Linked DNA regions of Oryzias latipes: region 2 is linked to region 1. A link is a contact called in public Hi-C data. All regions are on one chromosome and are shown on one strand. Each heading gives the region's core, a stretch centred on a gene start, on an enhancer-like site or on the middle of the called end of the contact. The rest is flanking DNA. Distances are from core to core; before and after follow the strand shown. Region 1 overlaps tmem174 (transmembrane protein 174). Region 2 holds the start of btf3 (transcription factor BTF3).

Evidence for each region. Hi-C and Micro-C count contacts between places; a contact is called where the count stands out from the background.
Region 2: a Hi-C map of embryo shows a contact between it and region 1, with 1.9 times the contacts expected there. The contact joins the promoter of btf3 here to the enhancer-like site in region 1. A contact is called at or near these places in 2 of 5 Hi-C or Micro-C datasets (both in embryo).

Annotation. Positions count from the first base shown.
Region 1 is chr12:5,383,787-5,390,293 of ASM223467v1, forward strand. It overlaps tmem174 (transmembrane protein 174), which reads left to right. Exons shown (of 2, transcript XM_020707515.2): 2 at 1-561. The coding sequence ends at 59. Among protein-coding and RNA genes, the nearest start is that of tmem174, 7.0 kb to the left of the region's middle. Within about 2 kb of position 3,790, at least 4 of the 8 cell types and tissues checked have an H3K27ac peak or open chromatin away from gene starts, as enhancers often do. A contact at or near this core is called in embryo, where this site is marked.
Region 2 is chr12:5,473,846-5,479,893 of ASM223467v1, forward strand. btf3 (transcription factor BTF3) reads left to right here and starts at 4,111. Exons shown (of 6, transcript XM_004074517.3): 1 at 4,111-4,206. It overlaps foxd1 (forkhead box D1), which reads right to left and starts at 1,175. Exons shown (of 1, transcript NM_001160452.1): 1 at 129-1,175. The coding sequence starts at 1,175. The coding sequence ends at 129.

The sequences.
Region 1 (6,507 bases), core at 2,540-5,039:
TACATCCACCTGCGTACGAAGACATCTACCCCTCCTTCCAGAAACACAATCCAACATAAACACGCAGCAAAAGCTGCGGAGGACCTCCCGTCTGTCTTTGATTATTCCTGTTTCTGTCTAAAAATAATGTGAAACTGATTCCACAACCTGTGCTGTATTTTCCAAATAAACCTACAGAATCTGAGGTGTTTCATTCACAAGAAAAACAAAAGTGACTTACACAGATCCTGCCAAGTACCATAATAATTTAGTATGAAGTCATGAAACTCACTAAGATTAGGCTTCCTGCAAGAAAACCTCATAAAATGAAGATTTATGGAGTTCTGCTCATTTTGAAAGCTTGAAGGTTTTAAAAATATAAACTCTGTGTTTAGTATTAAAAACACACATTCATCCTGTGCCTGTTGTTTCTCAATTGCTGCTTTCATTGCTGGTGAAAATGAACATTTCAGCTGATTGGTGAAACTGTTTTAAGCTGAAAACCTCTGAATTTTTACACATCATTTTCCTCAAAAAACCCATTGTTTTTTTTTTATTGCATTAAAAAACTTTGCACTAGTAGTTTCTTTACTTTTTTAAGCTCAGAAAGATGCAAAAAACAAATAAACATCTCTTGATTTTAAATCTAATGGTTAAAAACCTCCAATTGTGTACAATTTTTTTTCTTTTTTTGAATAGTTTCATTAGCTTTCAGACATTAATTCTATATAGTTAAGCTTTTAAAGATAGTTCATTTTTACCCAACTCAAACTTTTATGAGTCTGCAATCTAAAAAATATATATTTTTAATATATCTCTCACCCTTTTGTTAAGAAATTCCTTCTTGAGTTAAGCTTAGTTAATTGATCCCTGCAATGAAAACTTTATTTTTAATTTAAAAAAAATACATCAGTTATCATTGTTAGAATCCCCCTAAGAAGACATCAAACATGGTTAAAATGTCTTCTTTAAAAGGAACACAGAAGATTTTGACTCATAACTTGTCTGTTTTTTTGCAACAAATACTTCAGAATATCAGGTATTTTTTCCACATTTTAAATCTTCCTGGATGCCTCCAAAGATGCATCCTGAATCTGCCATCCGAAAACAGGGTTCAGCTTTGTTTACAGTTACACCACACGGGGGCAGAAACACGGGGCAAATGTGTGCACAGACTCGAGTAACGCTGAATTACCTAGCAAAAAACAACAATAAAAAAAAACAAAGAAATACCCAGAATCCCTTACAGAAATATTATTTTTAGTGAAAATGCCAGTAATTATTTGTTAAAAGGGAATTTGTTATATAGTTTGAACTTTCTAAGGACCAAAAACTTTGATCTTTGATTAATAAATTATGGAAATAATTAGAAACCATTAATTAAGCATTCTGAACAAAAATGCAAACGCTTGAAGTTGGAATTTTCTTAAATAAAATCCATATATGCATGCATATTACCTGTATCTTGCATAAATATTGACAAATACTTCGGATTTTTCTACACAACAGAAAGCAAAAAACATTGTCATGCGCAGTTTGGATGCGCAGATGTGAAACCGCAGAAGAATATGACTTACATTATTTTTACAGCTCAGTAAAATGCGGGTGGCCGAAGAAAAAGACCATAATTTCAGCATTGTGCGAAACTGGAGATCATTTATGAAAGCTGGGCAGCGCGCAGAGGAATAACAGCAAACATGTCTGCTTAGATTTTGTTTTTAATCCCTAATATTGACTGAAAATCAAAAATGTTCACAGTAGAACTTGTGCGCAAATAACGTAGACCTGTCTGGCTCTGCGCAACAGGTGTTCCAATCACGCGCGCTCATGGATCAGACACTGAACTTTTAGAACTTTTAGAACCTTTTAGTCCTGATCTAAACACCCTGAAGCTCCCGGATTCCCCCGCAGCTCTGCGTTTGCTGGTGGATATGGAAACCTGCAGGTATTTTTCTTACACAGGAAAATGCTCAGATGTTCCTGCGTCAGGCTGCGGTAATTGGAGCGCTGACCTCATGTTACGTATTGTGTCTGCATTGTTGCAACAGCAAACACCGTATGGCCCACGCTCTCAGGGGGGAGGCCTTCATTGTGGAGCTCACGCACAGCTGAGATTCTGGAAGTGGAGGTTATTGTGCGCCAAGATTTACAACAAGGAGCTTTGTTGGGATTCACAAAAAGCTGCACGAGTCTATTACACAAACACACTTTGGTTAGAACGTAAAAAATTATGCAAATGGATTATAATAACTCTTCTCTGCTTTCAGAACTTTTTGCACTTTGTTGCCTAAAACGTTTTTAAACTGAGATCTTCTATTATTTGAGCTTGTTTGTTTTTTAAAATAAATACATATGGTCATTAATTGACATTTAAAATTTTGAATTTATTTTTACAGCTTGGATTTTTTTTTTGTCCTTAAACTATTGTAAAAGTCAAATATCACACAATTTAAAGAAATTTAATCTGTACAGCAAGCAGTTTTAGTTTTTTGTCATCTCAAGGTTAATTCCTTTTTAAAAGTTATATATATATATAAGTGTGTGTGTGTGCAGAAATATATATATATATATTAGGTTTTTACCTTTTTCTCCCTAAATTTTTTTTCTAAAGTTTTACCCTTTGTGTAATTTATACTTTTTTTTAATTACGCCTCATTTTTTATTATTTGCTTCATTTTAAAATGTATCTGCTTTTAATTAAGTTTTTTTTTTCTCTCAGATTATAAACCCTATATAATGTTGATTATATCGAAATAATGACATGGTTTTGAATTCCAATATTTCTGAAATTGTCTTATTTTTAAACTTTTTAAAATTAACCTTATATATAAAAATCTATATTTCAGTTGTCAGAATTGTCAACCTTTCATTTTCACCTGTTTGACCATTTTTATAGAACTATTTTCCATTTAATATCCTTAGTTTCCTATTCAAATAAGTGTTTTATTGTTATTAGTTTTGCTTTTTTACTTATCGCTTAATATTAAAATTTTAAATTTGAAAACTTAAGTTTGAAAGTAATTTATCTTTCTACTTCAAACTTTTCAAGTTATTTTTTTCAATGTAAACACTTTTAGAAAACAGAACTAAGTACAATGTTAAACTCCTCGATTTGCAAGGAGATACATTTCTCACACTTTTTTTATGGCGGAAATGAAAGTGTTTAATAAAAGCACAAAAAAGCTCCTGACAGCATTTATTGTTATTATCTTAATTGCAAAAGCTGATCTGTGTCTGAAACCCCCCTGAGATCATTTTTAGCAGCTTCGAGTCTTCCAAACAAGTCCCCGGGCGTCCCTCCGTCTTCGCTGCTCTCTGCTCACTCCGTGCGCTTTGGCGCGCGTTACTGCGTAAAAGAGCCAGAGCTCGGAGACTTGGGAGTGGAGGGTGGGGTGGGGGTGGGAGCACAAATGAATTCCACGTTTGCAGGAAAACACGCTGGAGGCGCAGTGAAACTTTGTTGTTTATGAAGAACACGTGAAACCAATCAAATGTGAATTATCTTCCTGTTGTTGCAGCTTTTGTCGTTTGCTGGTTCTGCTGCTCTCGCCAGCGGTGTCACCACCTCCCAGCGTTACGGACGCACGTGGAGAGAGCTCACATGCACCCGCAGTGACAGACGAGCGCGAACGTGCGTCTCTACTGTTCTTTACATTCTGGATTTTCAAACTTCTTCCATCTATTCGCTCTTTCTCCCATACACGGACGTGCACGAGGAGCGTCAAAACTTCATGGACGACGTTATAACTAAATACACTACTTATAACGGCTTAAAAAATGCCTTTTTGCAGCGTGTCTCACTGTGAGGCTTTGCCCCGCCCACCACAGCAAGCATAAACCAATCAAATCAATTGTTACATGTACAAGGACTATTAGTTTGAATCCATCTGCATTCGTTGGCTGGTAATCTTTAAAGAGTTGAGATCATCTAACATTATGAGGCCCATAATGTCCAATTTAGCTGATGTCCCCCTACTAAAAAAATCATTTATTAAAAAACAAAAATACAGCCCGGTAAACACACTTTAGAACTGAATTTCCGCATCTGCTGACATCAAAATTTGGGGCATATTTGAGTCATTTTTGCTTTTTGTGAACTTTTACAGCGAAAAGCCTCATTTCTCCTCTTCTGTAACAACTTCCTCAAGTTTCCCTTCCCTTTTTTTCTTCTCCTTTTACGACCAGTCTCCCTTCCCGGTCCACCTCAGAGAGCAGGTGTTCAGCTCATTCAGGCAGGGGTGCGGTGAGGTCAGCCTCATCAGCTGCAATATTACAAATGGCCATATATGTTCATGAGGGGGAGACCACCGAGGATCATGGGACTGGGTTCTGACTGCTGCAGCCAGTCACACGTGGATCTGGGATTTGTTTCAGCAAGTCTGTGGAAAGAGATTTATGAACAGCCTTCACTTTAATGTCTTAACATTTATGAGAATTTTGAAGGATTTCTACAAATATGAGCCTTTATGTTCTATAAAAAAAAAGATATTATTCTGTCAGATGTGGTAAATGTAGTTATAGATGGTTAGAAATGTGTTAAAGTCTACAGTTGCAGAGAGTGACACATATATTAATCAAGCACAAGAGGCATAATGCAACAACACAAGTCAAATATGGCAGACTAACAGAAAAGGAAAAAGATTCTGTTTTAATTGTTTAAATACTGAGCCACATGGCATTAAAAAAATTACCAGTTCTCTCAAATTAATAATTTGTGTGCACAAATAAAAGGATTTGGGGGGGGGGGGGGGGGGGGGGGGGTACATATTAGCATTTTGTGTGCATCACATTTAGTATCATCAATTCCAACTTTTTATTTGTGGGCACAAAACACTGACTTGTTCACTAAAATGCTAATTTGGACTCCAAGAAATGTTCATAAGATGCTTATTTGTGGTCAGACAGAAATTTATCATTTTTAATTTATGTGCTGCAAATATATATATTTTTCTCACTACAAGCAAATTTGTGCACACACAATCCTAATTTGTTCTCATTACATGCTAATTTGTTAACACAAAATACTAATTTGTTCTCACATGCTAATTTGAGCACACAAAATGTGAATTTTTTTCTACCAAAATATACATTTGTGACCATAAAATAACAGTTCTTGACTACAAAATTGTGATTTGTGTGCTCAAAATGCAAACGTGTTCTCACACGCTAATATTTCCCACAAAACATTAATTTGTGACAAGTCTTTTCCAGGGCTCCCTAAACCAACTTCACAAAACAGAATGAACTCAGCTACACATTCCTTCTGAGAACCAGTGAATGAATTTGTGTCCTCTGTAGGGCGACATGTTTTTGGATTGTGTTATTTGACTTAATTATTTAGTGCTACACACTCAAACTGAATTTAATTTTTTATACGTCAGACTTATACTACTCACAATAAGTAGCAGTATTGTGAAAACATCGGTATATGTCGTTTACACAATGTTTCACTTCACAGATTTTTGGGTAATTGTATCGCGGTAATAGACACACACCACATTCAGTGTTTTCCACATAGTTGTCTCACTGTGTACAGTGTGCTTTACTTATTGGGACCAAAGCAAAGACATTCTCAGTGTGGCATCAACATTCTGTGGGTATAAAAATCTGTTTTTTTATGTATAAGTCATTCCAACACGTTACTTAATGGACGAGCAGCACCACCTGGCCATAGCTTCAGGTTTGCAGTAGACAGTCGGATGTTTCACGTGTACTTGTCTCAAAGTGTCATCAGCAGACTTTTATGAAGACACAGAACTACTGATAGATTTTGTGGCAGACTCAGGAGTGGAGCCTCGTGAGTGACAGACCACAACCATGACCAGAACCTGAGGATCTCTGCACTCAGGCATGGTTTGGCAAACGCCACACAGCTCCAGGCCTCGACTTGAATGCCAAACGACCATCGCAGGTGTCTCCAATGACACCAAAACACCGCCGTGAACCTTTGGGAACAAGACCATGTGACCTGGACAATGCAGCAATGGTCTACCGTCCTGTTTACTGATGAGTGTCGGGTCACCTTGCACAGAAGCAATGGTTGTCTGTGTTGCTGGAGTAGGCAAGGTGAGGGACATGCCGAGGTCAACATGGTCTGCAGGGTTGGCTTTGGTGGAGGAGAGGTGCAACGATCACCAGTCAATTCAACTGATGTGGGGGGTCTTTAAGATGCATCTCCAGCTGTCTATGATGCTCTTCGTCCCTGGACAACGCAAAAAACCGAGAATTAAACATGTTCTTGTGGTATTTTTTTTTTGGATGATGGCGGGCATATATGGACAAATTTAAGCTTAGAATTGCATTTTTAAGTATTTCTTTATTCAAATCATGAATCAGAAGCAGATGAAAAAATGCCATTTGAAAAAAGTGCTTAGTTGTGACGTCAAAAATACACCAGGTGTGTCACAAGCTCCTGAGGAGAAAGGGTGGGGTTTGCTCACGCCAAAGGTCCCGCTCACAACTCGGAGGCAAATTTCTGATGAACCTCTGCGAAAGTTATGTCCTAAAACAACAAAGGCTTTTGATTTT
Region 2 (6,048 bases), core at 2,861-5,360, 90 kb after region 1:
CTGCATGTCCGTCATTCAGCTGCGCGCTTTTAAAACAAACGTACAAAAATCCTCCTACCTTCACAGAGGGGCGTTTTTGTGTTTTTGTTGATATCTTTTCAAAAGTTTCTTGGTCAGTTATTTATTTTTCAGCAGGCGCCGGTGCCTCCCGCCACTCTGCCCGGAAAGTTTTCGACTGGGTGTAAAACCGCTCCGGGGTGGACCGTCTGCGGCTGAGCGGCCCCTGAGAGCCCCAACGACGAGGGTAAGACCGGGACAACGACCGGAGAAGTCCGCGAGGGGCTGAGCGAGTCTCCGATTATGCTCTCTATGGAGAAGGGGGAGCGCTGCACCGGGGAACCGGACTTGTGCGCCGGGGACGCAGCCTGCGTGCCGGAGGAGCCCAGACTGGAGCCCAGCTGGGGATAAAAGCGACCACTTCTGGTTAAGTCCGTGCTGGGGGGCATCAGAGAAGGTGAGGGGATAAGGGTTCCTGTGTGTGAATGCCTGGAGTGCTGCTGCTGCTGCTGCTGCTGGAAAGCAAAGAGCGCGGAGTGTGTGTGGTAGGACTGCAGCTGCAGGCCGTATCCGCCGCAGCCGTAAGGTGCGTAACCGTACGCAGCGGCGGGGAGAAAGCCGTTGTGCTCCCGCAGCAGCAGGTCCTGCGCCTGCTGCCGCTTGAAGCGTTTCCTGCGCCTCAGAAAGCTCCCATTGTCAAACATGTCAGCCGACTCCGGGTCCAGAGTCCAGTAGTTCCCCTTCCCGGGATTCCCGGGCTCCCTCGGAATCTTGACAAAGCAGTCATTGAGGGATAAGTTGTGTCTGATGGAGTTCTGCCAGGCGGGGAACTTCTCCCTGTAATAAGGGAAGCGGTTGCTGATGAAGTCGCAGATCTCGCTGAGGGTCAGGCGTTTTTTGGGGCTCTGCAGGATGGCCATGGTGATTAAGGCGATGTAGGAGTACGGGGGTTTCACCAGGGTGTTCTTACCCGCCGGCTTGTAGGTATCCCTGGAGGCGGTGGAGCTGTCCAGACATGGAGATGGAGAGCCGGTCAGCAGGATGCCGTCGTGCATCTGCGCCACCTCTTCCGCGCAGGAGCGCGTCTGGTGGTCCCCATCTTCGCCTTCCCCGACCACGTCGATGTCGGTCTCTTCCGAGAGGATGGAGGCATCCGACATCTCTGCGCTCAGAGTCATGGCTCGTGCGTCCCGACGCCAGCGGAGGAGGAGGACGGTGGGATGCAGCACGAGCGTCAAAAACTCGTGTGATGAGGAGAAGGGGTGAGCGCGCGCCTGAGAGAAAGCCCTGCTTCTGTTTCCATATGTTTAAAGCTTTTCTTTACGAAGAAGCGACGCGGGAGTGAAAGCTGCACGCAGAACCCGACAAATAGGACTGACCAGATTCACCCAAGGGGCGGATCTTTGCCTGGTTTTTATGTGACCGCCTGATCACATGACGAGGAAACGTCACAAACGCAATTGAGAGGAGAGGCGGAAAAAAATAACAAGAAAATTAACTGTGAATTAACTGTGAGGGAACACTTTTTTAATTTATATTTGGCCTGGTCTCCCTTTTTCTGGTTTGCAGTACTAATCGGAAATTGACATTTGAAGCAATAATCTGCAAAAAGATAATACAGTTTTTAAAATAAAAAAAACGCTTTTTGGAGAAAATGCGACTAAAATCGTGCCCGGATTCCTTTGTTTTAATGTGTCATTAAAATAATTTACTATCACACAATCTTTATAGGACTTCAGCAAACATTTCCGGCGTAAAACAAACTCTTAGGAGTTTTATTTTGAAAAGACTGGTCCTTTTAAATGGGTTGGATTCCACTGCCAGGGTGTGGTGCACCACATTCAGGCAATCCGGTTTGCGTGATCTGCTGGTTCACGAGATTGTCCGCCAGCCATTGGTAATAGCTGTAAAGTAGAATCAGTCACAGGTCACGCAGAGCTTGAAAGCCCCACATACGAGGCCTTTTACGCGCCGCGTAAAAGAGGGATCTGTGGGTTCTGGTGTCAATAGTTTTAATTTAGCGCCAAAGCCTTTAAAATATTAAAACGGTGTTTTTTAAGTTTTGTTATTAAATGGGAGAGATTAGACATGCGCCAGGAGGAGTAACGCTGCGGAAAATCTGCGTTTAACATGTAAGCAGGACGCGCGCGCCTATACAAAAGAAACTTCTCAAAAAAACATAAATATATATATATATATATATATATATAAATTGAGTTTTTTCATTAGAAGTCTAGATTATTTAGGTCAAATCGGAATTTTTTTGTTAAGCAAGTTTAATTATACATTTAAAAATATTTTAATGAATCATTCTGAAAGTGTTCAGGATAAAAACACGTATGTCTCTACTATATTAAATACGTATTTACTTCATTAGAAATACATTTTCACTTAAAACAAATATATATATATATATATATATATATATATATATATATATATATATATATATATATATATATACTTGTATAAATTCACACAAATAAATAAACTTGACAAAAGCTTTAGCATGGACACTGATCGGCTTTTCAATTAAGAAAGTGAAAGAGCGTGCGTTTTGTTTAATTTATCATTTATATGATGGTTTAAAAACAGAATGGAGCAACATCTAGGTTACATAAAAGTGATTGCTTAAAAGAAAAGTGATGCTTGTGTTTCTCCAGCACAAGGCTTGAAAATCTCTGAGATTCTGGGATTTCTCCTTTTTGGCGCCATCTAGCGGTCAGCTGTCAGTACATCAGTGTGCCGGGAAACAAACTGCAGAACAGCTGAGATCAAGATCCTTGTATTATGTTTTTCAAAACGAATAGAAATTACGATTAATTCATCAAAGGATGGTGCATTGAATTATTTTATTTAAAAATATATGCATATAACTACAAAGCAATCATCCTTGCAAGCTTGAGCTTATTTAGCAACATGAATATGTTTTAAAGTAGAAAGTCATTATTATAGGCATTTTTAACCAGATTTGTATACATTAACTTCCCTGAAGGTTATCAGATTATCAAAGTCTTAATATTTGTTTTGTTTTTTTGCCAGATTTTTCTTTATTATTAATAGCAACAGGTATGAAATTAAATCTGTGATAAAAATGGTGTGCATCAGTTCTCATTTGATGAAGTTCTGGAGAGGTTTCCCACACCTGTTGACTGTATATATATAATACCTTCACTTCTATAGTTTGGGTTTACTAGATTAAGGGTAGCCATTTACAGAAACTCTTTTTTAAATAAATGTTTGAACACAGCTAAATTAGAAACTAATTCAAAGTAAAGCAAAGTCATTAAGATAGAAGAAACATGTTATATGTTTTAAGTTTATATCTGACTTTAGAGTTTAAAGAAATGAGTGACTTCTTGATTTTGTACAATTTGTTGTGTACATCATAGTTTTTCTAGCCATGAAAGTCTTGTAAAGCTCTCCCAAGCAAAGATGATTCAGCTTTCCAGGGCCAGCTGCAGTTTGCTTTCAGATCTGCAGAGAGGCCATGATAGACTTTTCCTGTAGCCATCAATGAATTAAATCAAAAGTATTAAAACTATGGAAGTATACACATATTTAGGTCTCCCTCTCATTTAAAAGAAAACCATTTACTGGAGTGTTTTGAAGGAAAATGCTCCAAGAAGTAAGCCAAAAATTATTTTACTATTTCCCAACTATTTTATTATATTTTTTGTCTTTTGTAGTTGTTGTTTTTTTTTGTTTTGTTTTGTTGTTTTGTATTTTTTAGCTCAAGACGACATTATCATAGTTAAAAGACCACTCAGAACCAAAAAAAAAAATGAAAAAAATGATTGGGGTTGGATTGTAAACTAAATTTACAAGGAAGAATTTGTTAAAGATACACAACTTGACAATATTGCACCCATGTTGCACAATATTGATAACACATTAAAACTGCTGTTCAAGTCAAATCACCTCATTCCAAAAAATGATCTTTCCGCATCAAAATCATTAAAATAAAACATTTTACTTCTTTGATAACACTTAAGTCAAAACAATGAGTTTAAAAACGGTTTTTAAGTGTTATTTAATAAGTGTTTTTTTCAAAGCGTTTGGCTGATCTGCACGATCTACACCTGCAAAACCAAACTCGGGGCTGAAAAACCCGCCAAACCCTGTGCCGCACATCTTTCTTGACGTCACTTCCTCCCTCCTCTCTCGCTTCCATCTTGCTCCCCGCATGTGTCTGCTGTTAGTTTACAGGTCAGTGAGGAGATTTAAATACTTTCTTCCCCGCACTGTTTCTCCCTGATACGACGGAAAAAGGTAAACTGGAGTCTTTGTCGTCTCGGCGGCTGAGCTGTTTCGTGGTTTGACGCTAACAGCTGAGGGTTTGTGCTGCAGTGTGACTGACAGGCCGTGCCGTTCGGTTAGCTTAGAGGCTAGCTTCAGTTAGCATGGAACTTCTACTTTAAAATCATTACAATTAAAGTAAATTTAGAGTTGTTAGATACAAATGTAACCCAAAAATGCGTCATATTAAGCAATTAAAAGACCATTTCAGTCGATTTTGAGCAGCTTCTTACTGAGCGTGCGCAGTCGCTCGATCATTCATAACATCAAGAAAAATGGCCATCGGTAACTCTCTGCCTAACACAGCCGACAAAAACCCAAAATCCGACAATTAGCCGTATTTTGGGTTTGTCTTTGACTCTTTCTACCCGGTTTGAACATGATCTTACAGCTCATAACCACACCCACGCTGTCTGTCTGAGCCCTGCTCGCTGTTTGTGTTCATTTTTTAAATAACTAACCCCGTATGCACTGGAAAAGCTTGAATGTGATGTGAATTCTTAGAGATTACCTTAATAAAACATTGAGCCAACAGCAATGATTAGATCTGACAAGTTTAAGGGCCCTTTAGAAATCCGATCCATTAACCTGCTTTTATTTTCAATTATTCCTTTTTTTTTTTAGATACTTGACTGAAAGTAACTACTTGAAATGTTTGATTTAATTTAGTCATTATTAGCCAAGACTGCACTAAAGTCTAATTACAAAGCTTACAGGTCTGAAAATGTTTTTATTTGCGACCCATTAAAAAAAAACATCGACAATCTCTAGGACTTTTAATAACTCTCTCTTTGACTGCAATTTAAAATTTAGTTTAGTCAGAGATATACATGTACCAGGAAATCAACACATTTTTCAATTAGTGTTGTTTTTCAAAGTTGCGTAGCTTTTATTATTTTATTCACGTTGTATAAAGTCAATTTCATCTAAAAATGTGTTCAAAAGACTCTTTTGAAGATTAAAAAAGACGCATGTTTAGAATAAAAATGTGATTTAAAAAGAAATAGCAAGGACAGATGACAGCCTTTTTTTTAAATATGAATACAGTGAATAATAATGTAATTAAAATAGCATTTACTTCAATTCAATTCAATTTTATTTGTATAGCCCAAAATCACAACAACAGTCGTCTCGATGGGCTTCGAAGTAAAACATGAAATCAAAAGGATCACGAATACAAAGAGTTCAATAGAAAAATACTAAAATGAACTAACAAACTGACTAAGCTATACTGGCATCCCTGCCCTTAGACCCCCCTTCGCGGTAAGGAAAAACTCCCAAAAAAACCGGATTCCGGAAAAAACGAAGAAACCTCAGGGGTGCCCACATGAAGGAGGGATCCTCCCCCAGGACGGACAGGCGATTTACCAGAACTCTTAGAGAAGAATTAACTTATCTAAATCTACAACTACATATATAAAAGTCCAGCAGACGAGCTTCATCCAGCCGTGGTTATCGGGACAGTCAAAGGCGCGAGTCGAGCCGGAGACAGGAACCACAGCCAGGTGTAGGAGCAGGAGCAGAGACGAGGTACTCGGTCAGGTACAGAGCAGAGACGAGCCAGAGATGAGCCAGAGGCAGGATCCACAGCCAGGTGTAGGAGCAGGAGCAAAGGCGAGGTAAACGGTCAGGAACTGGAGCACGGATGAGCCAACTGGAGTCTGGAAGCACTCCCACTCCCCAGGAGGGGAGAGGAAAAGAGGGACAATACATGAATCGCACTGCACCAAACAGAGGCATGGAGAACTAAAT